Regions from separate parts of the Ovis aries genome. Here region 1 is linked to region 2. The links are chromatin contacts, called in public Hi-C maps. All regions are on one chromosome and are shown on one strand. Each heading gives the region's core, a stretch centred on a gene start, on an enhancer-like site or on the middle of the called end of the contact. The rest is flanking DNA. Distances are from core to core; before and after follow the strand shown. Region 1 overlaps RAPGEF5 (Rap guanine nucleotide exchange factor 5). Region 2 has its middle 170 kb from the start of CDCA7L.

Region 1 (2,700 bases), core at 163-2,662, 180 kb after region 2:
TGTAACACAGGTGGTTGAATGAAGACAGCCAAGTTCCCACACAGCCTAAATCATCCGAGTCAGTGTTAAGAGAGAAACATGTCTTACTCGTCCTGAAGGAATTATTAGGCTGCCTTTCCCCACACTGCAAGTTCAGTATTCCTAACCCCGTACCCCCCACTTCTCCTCCTCCCACACCAAGGAAAAAGAGTTAGAAAAAAATACATTCTGGATGACTTGATTTGGCTTTCAGTTTGAATGCTGCTGCTGCTGCTGCTGCTGCTAGGTCGCTTCAGTCGTGTCCGACTCTGTGCGACCCCATAGACGGCAGCCCACCAGGCTCCTTCATCCCTGGGATTCTCCAGGCAAGAACATTGGAGTGGGCTGCCATTTCCTTCTCCAATGCATGAAAGTGGAAAGTGAAAGTGAAGTTGCGCAGTCATGTCCGACTCATAGCGACTCCACGGACTGCAGCCCCCAGGCTCCTCTGTCCAAGGGAGTTCCTAGGCAAGAGTACTTGAGTGGGGTGCCATTGCCTTCTCCGTCATTTTGAATAAGTTACCACAATTGTTCCTTCTTCCTCCAGAGATTACCCTTAACAACCAATGCACTCACTTCTTTCAAATGATCTATTCAGCTTAGATGTAAAAGTTATTTTGTATAGAAGATGAATTTTGTTTCTTCACATTCGCCTAAGAACCTGCAATAGTTCCATTTTCCTTCCAGATTTAAACATTTTATTTTAAATGGAAAAAAAATCTATTTCTTTTTTTTTCTTAAACGCATCCTTAAAGAAAAGAATTGTATTTACATAGGGACAGGAGGTAGTTTCCTCACAGTGTTAAAGGGATTAGAGAGAAGACAGCAAATTCAGGAACCCCAGTGTGGAACTGTACAGGCAGAACTTTGCAGCCTTCAGATATCAAAAAGGTTATTAAAAGAACCATACAATTGGGTTTTCAGCTTGTGAACAGACAGTGTAAGTTACTGAGTCAAGAGGACTTTAGAGGGCATTTCAGTAGAATAGGTAAAAATGCATGGATAATATAGTGGAATGGATACCATAGGACTAAGAATAACATATAAGAATGGAAAAAAAAATTTTCATACAAACAGCAAGAGCAGTAAATTACTAAAAGTGAGGGCTTCCCTGTTGGCTCAGATGATAACAATGAATGAATGAATCTGCTTACAATGTGGGAGACTCAGCTTTGATCCCTGGGTCGAGAAGATCCCCTGGAGAAGGGCATGGCAACCCACTCCAGTATTCCTGCCTGGAGAATTCCAGAGCGGGCATTATGGGCTACAGTCCATGGAGTCGCAGAGAGTCGGACACGACCGAGCGACTGACACACTCACTGCACTCCACAGGCTGCCACAGACTGCAGACATCACGGAAGCTCTGCAGTCAAGGCAGGACTTGGGCTCCCCCTTGAGGGGTGGGAAGAACCCAACCAGACAAGGAAAGAGCAGACCTTCACAAGGACACGAGGGAATAAACAGCTGTGGGATTCAGGCTACAGTGAATGGAGATCACCACACTGGAGCAGAAGCTATGATGGGATCATACGCACTGGACCTTAGGAAGGGCTGTGGCAACCTAACTGGAAGAGGATGATATCCCCCAGACACCTTCCTTTTCTCTGACCATAGTTGATTCCAAGTCTGGATAACCTAATTTTTGATTAGGTTAAAAAATTTGTCCCAAAACATTTTACCAGAGCTTAGAAGTTTGCTTATAACCCAAGTACAGAGAAACAAACAAAGAAAAAGATATATTCTCTGCAGAAGAGACTTGCAGTAGGTTTAGTAATTTTATCTTTTCATAGTTTGTACTTATAATATGGGATTAAACAGGTCTATAGCTCCCCGCTGCCAATTTTCCCAGAGGAATTACCACTCCCATATGTACTCGATCACATCACGAGGAAAAGAATGTGCTGACAGGGCACGCTACAGTGACTGTCAACTCCAAAGGCATGGCACTGGGCACGGTGATTGGAGCGACAGGAGACTGCAAGTAATATGCAGTTAATATTAGAAACCAGACTTTTTCAAATAGGCTCATTTTTAGAACCTGCAGCAGACTTAGGGTTTCCCTGTAACAAGGTCCTCTCACTGGCATTCCAATCTGCCTCCTCAGTAGCGGAGAAAGGAGTGGAGCTAGCCATGAGGACTGCTTGCAAGTTTACTGCAGACCCCCTCATGCCCCCATCACTCTGGGCACACCCATCAGGACTGCACACACTTCCAAGTTCAGGACAGGAAATGGTTAAGCAGAGCTGCCAGAGAATGCCAGTCTATGGAGTCACAGGAAGTCACAGCCACCTCTAGCTTAATGCGACTCTTTCTTAGAAAGCTTTTTAAAATTTATTGAAATGCTCCTTGATTTTCCTGGGAAACTTCTGGCCTATGTTAAAAGCATATTACATTAAGGAACTTTTTCCGTACTTAGTCGAATGATGCATTCTATTTGAATTTGCTTTACCATGGCAAGGTCCTCTATGAACAGTGGTGGTGCCAGGGGCACTGAATTCATAACCATTTCAGAGTCAGTCTAACATGTTTATAGCTTCTGATTATCACATCTCAGAAGGGAAGCAAGGATGACCCCCACAACTCCTAGGCACACACTCTAGCAGGTGTTAAAAGCGCAGGTGTGAGAGCCAGACAGACATGGGACACACCACACACCACGTGTGTGACCTTAGATAGGTTACC
Region 2 (2,700 bases), core at 20-2,519:
CTCCCTGTGATTCTACATCATCTCAGAATGTAAGAGAACGGTCTCAGTGAGGATAAATGACTTGCCCAAGGCCACAGTTCCTAGAAGAACGTGGGGCAGGCACCAGAATTCATGTTTCCCTGATTCATACTCCAAGGATCTTTCTACTGGAACACTGAGTGAAATAAACCAAAGGGCAAAGAAAATAGTGGGAGAAAACCCAGCTGTCCTTTAACACCTACCCAAAGACACTAAGCAACTCTGAACTGCCAGAATTTGAATAATTTTAAAAACCCTAAGATTGGGAACTTTTCTTAAAGGAAAAGTAACTCTGTCAAAAAACAGTGTTTCCAGGGACTCCCCTGGTGGTAGAGGGGATAAGAATCCACCTGCTATTGAAGGGAACATGGGTTCAATCCCTGGTCCTGAAAGAGTCCACCTGCCACGCAGCAACTAAGCCCGTGCGCCACAACTACTGAGTCTGCACTCTAGAGTCTGAAGAACGTAACCACTGAAGCCTGGGTACCTGGAGCCCGTAGTTTGCAACACGACAAGCCACCATGAAGAGTAGTAGCAGCCCTGGCTCCCACAACTAGGGAGAAAGACCACGAGCAGCAACTAAGATCCGGCACAAGGTAAATAAATTTTTTTTTTTTAAAGATTAAATGGTAAATGAAAAGACTGCTTCCAAAAGAACATATCTGTGAAACAGAAACGGACTCAGACATAGACTTGTGGTTGCCAAGGGGTGGTGGGTGGGGAAGGGATGGACTGGGAGTTTGGGATTAGCATATGCAAACTATTATATAGAGAAGGGATAAACAACAGGTCTTACTGTAGAGCTTAGGGAACTATATTCAATGCCCTGTGATAAACCATAACGGAAAAGAATATGAGAAAGAATCTGTGTGTGTGTGTGTGTGTATAACACTGAAAATCACATTGCTGTATAGCAGAAATTAACACAAGATTGTAAATCAACTCTACTTCAGTAAAATAAACTTAAACAAAAAGAGTGTCTCCCCATGGGGAGGGCTGAGTACCAGAATATGAAACATACAAACTGCCGTATTTATCATCCAGAGGCCGTTTGTCATCCAGTCAATCCTCCCCATTCCGACCCCAAAACAGTCAAGCCTTGGGTCCAAAACAAGCTGGCATCTCCAAAACGGAAGGACTGTTTGGAGACCCAGTGGCCAGGCACTGCCAGTCAGAGAAGGGGCAGCGTCCCAAGCCCTGCCCTGTGCTACTCTGAAATGCCTGTTTATCTCCATCTGTACGGTGTCTTCTGGCTTCCAGGCTGAGTCTGTGCTTTGTCCCCTGCCTTTACTGACCTCGTTGATTCTGCAGGGTAAGCTCAGCCCCAGGCCAATGGGAATTTCAATGCATAATGTGAAACACAGGTTCCAGGAGGGCCGCTGGCTGCTCTCCACATCTTGACTCTGGACTCTCCAGAGAATCTGTGGCCCCAACCCCGTTGGTGTTGAAGAACAAAAGGAGCCCAGCGGCGACCACTGGGGCCACTGCGCGTGACTGAGGGGACCTGTCCTTCTTTTCCAGCTGAATCTGCCGTCAAGGCTCTTTCATGGGAAAGAAGAGGAAAGAAGGAAACCGAGCTTTATACCTTCATTCCATCCCCCTCCACCCCAATTTGGGGCACCAGGCTAGTCACACCTGGGAATGTTCAGCAGCTTATACATGGCTGGGGCAACAAGGGCGCTCAGCCATTGTGAGAGTCAGGCAAATTCTTAGCCCTCGTGGGATCTGGGAGTGGCCAAAGTTTAGCCCTGGCAGGACTGTTGGGGAGAAGAGGTGGGGTGGAGCGGAGGACAAGGGTTCTCTGCGCCCCTAGCAGTGAGAGGGTCATTTCTGAGCAGGCCTCAGCTAATGCCTCCGGAGGTCTCCTCTGAATTGCGGACAGCGTTCAGGGCCTCGAGGAAGAACGTGACCGTGGTGGCCCTGGGACCTCTGAACTGCTGGCACAGACCTCAGGTGTGGCCTAGCTGGTACCTGCTCTGGGAAAGGGGACTTGGATTCACCCTGGCTATACGCATTCAGGAATGTGCTGGAATCGCTTCCAGCTCCTCCGACATCACAACACTGGGAAGGGGCTGAAGCGACCTCTAATCCACAGCCCCCGGAGCTCTTCAGCCAACTCCCGTCATCCGCGGGGTCCTGGAGCGGGCAGCGCTGGCCCCGCAAGGCTGCGAATCCCGCCGACGCTGCAGCATCGCTGGGCCGTGAACTGTGCCCTTCATCTGCGCCTGGGACACCTACCTGAGGGCTAAACCTGGGCCGGCGGAGACAGCCAGTGGGGAGGAAATCCACGCAGGCCTGAGGGCCCCGGCCAGCCTCCCCCGCGGCGCTGAGGCTGGAGCGTCCCTTGGAGGGGCGGCGAGTAGCTGCCCTGCCAGCAGCGGCCTCACCCCGGGCAGGTGCGCGCGTGCAGGGCGGATCGTGCGTCTCGTTCACGTTCACGGCCGTAGCCCCGCGAGAGCACAGCACCGCCTAGTGCCGGAGTGCCCGCTGGGTAATGGGGATGGTAGAATGGAGAGTCCTCTGGCTTGCGGGCTTGCCTGAAAGGTTGAGCTTGGCTGAAGTGAAGCGAGGAGGAGGTAATGGCACCCCACTCCAGTACTCTTGCCTGGAGAATCCCATGGACGGAGGAGCCTGGTGGGCTGTGGTCCATGGGGTTGCTGAGAGTTGGACACGACTGAGCGA

Evidence for each region. Hi-C and Micro-C count contacts between places; a contact is called where the count stands out from the background.
Region 1: a Hi-C map of hypothalamus shows a contact between it and region 2, with 6 times the contacts expected there. The contact joins two enhancer-like sites. A contact is called at or near these places in 2 of 16 Hi-C or Micro-C datasets (hypothalamus and tail adipose tissue).

Annotation. Positions count from the first base shown.
Region 1 is chr4:32,006,204-32,008,903 of ARS-UI_Ramb_v3.0, forward strand. The region is part of intron 6 of RAPGEF5 (Rap guanine nucleotide exchange factor 5); the gene reads right to left. Among named protein-coding and RNA genes, the nearest start is that of RAPGEF5, 140 kb to the right of the region's middle. Within about 2 kb of position 1,413, at least 12 of the 54 cell types and tissues checked have an H3K27ac peak or open chromatin away from gene starts, as enhancers often do. A contact at or near this core is called in hypothalamus, where this site is marked.
Region 2 is chr4:31,822,677-31,825,376 of ARS-UI_Ramb_v3.0, forward strand. No RefSeq gene overlaps it. Among named protein-coding and RNA genes, the nearest start is that of CDCA7L, 170 kb to the left of the region's middle. Within about 2 kb of position 1,270, at least 9 of the 54 cell types and tissues checked have an H3K27ac peak or open chromatin away from gene starts, as enhancers often do. A contact at or near this core is called in hypothalamus, where this site is marked.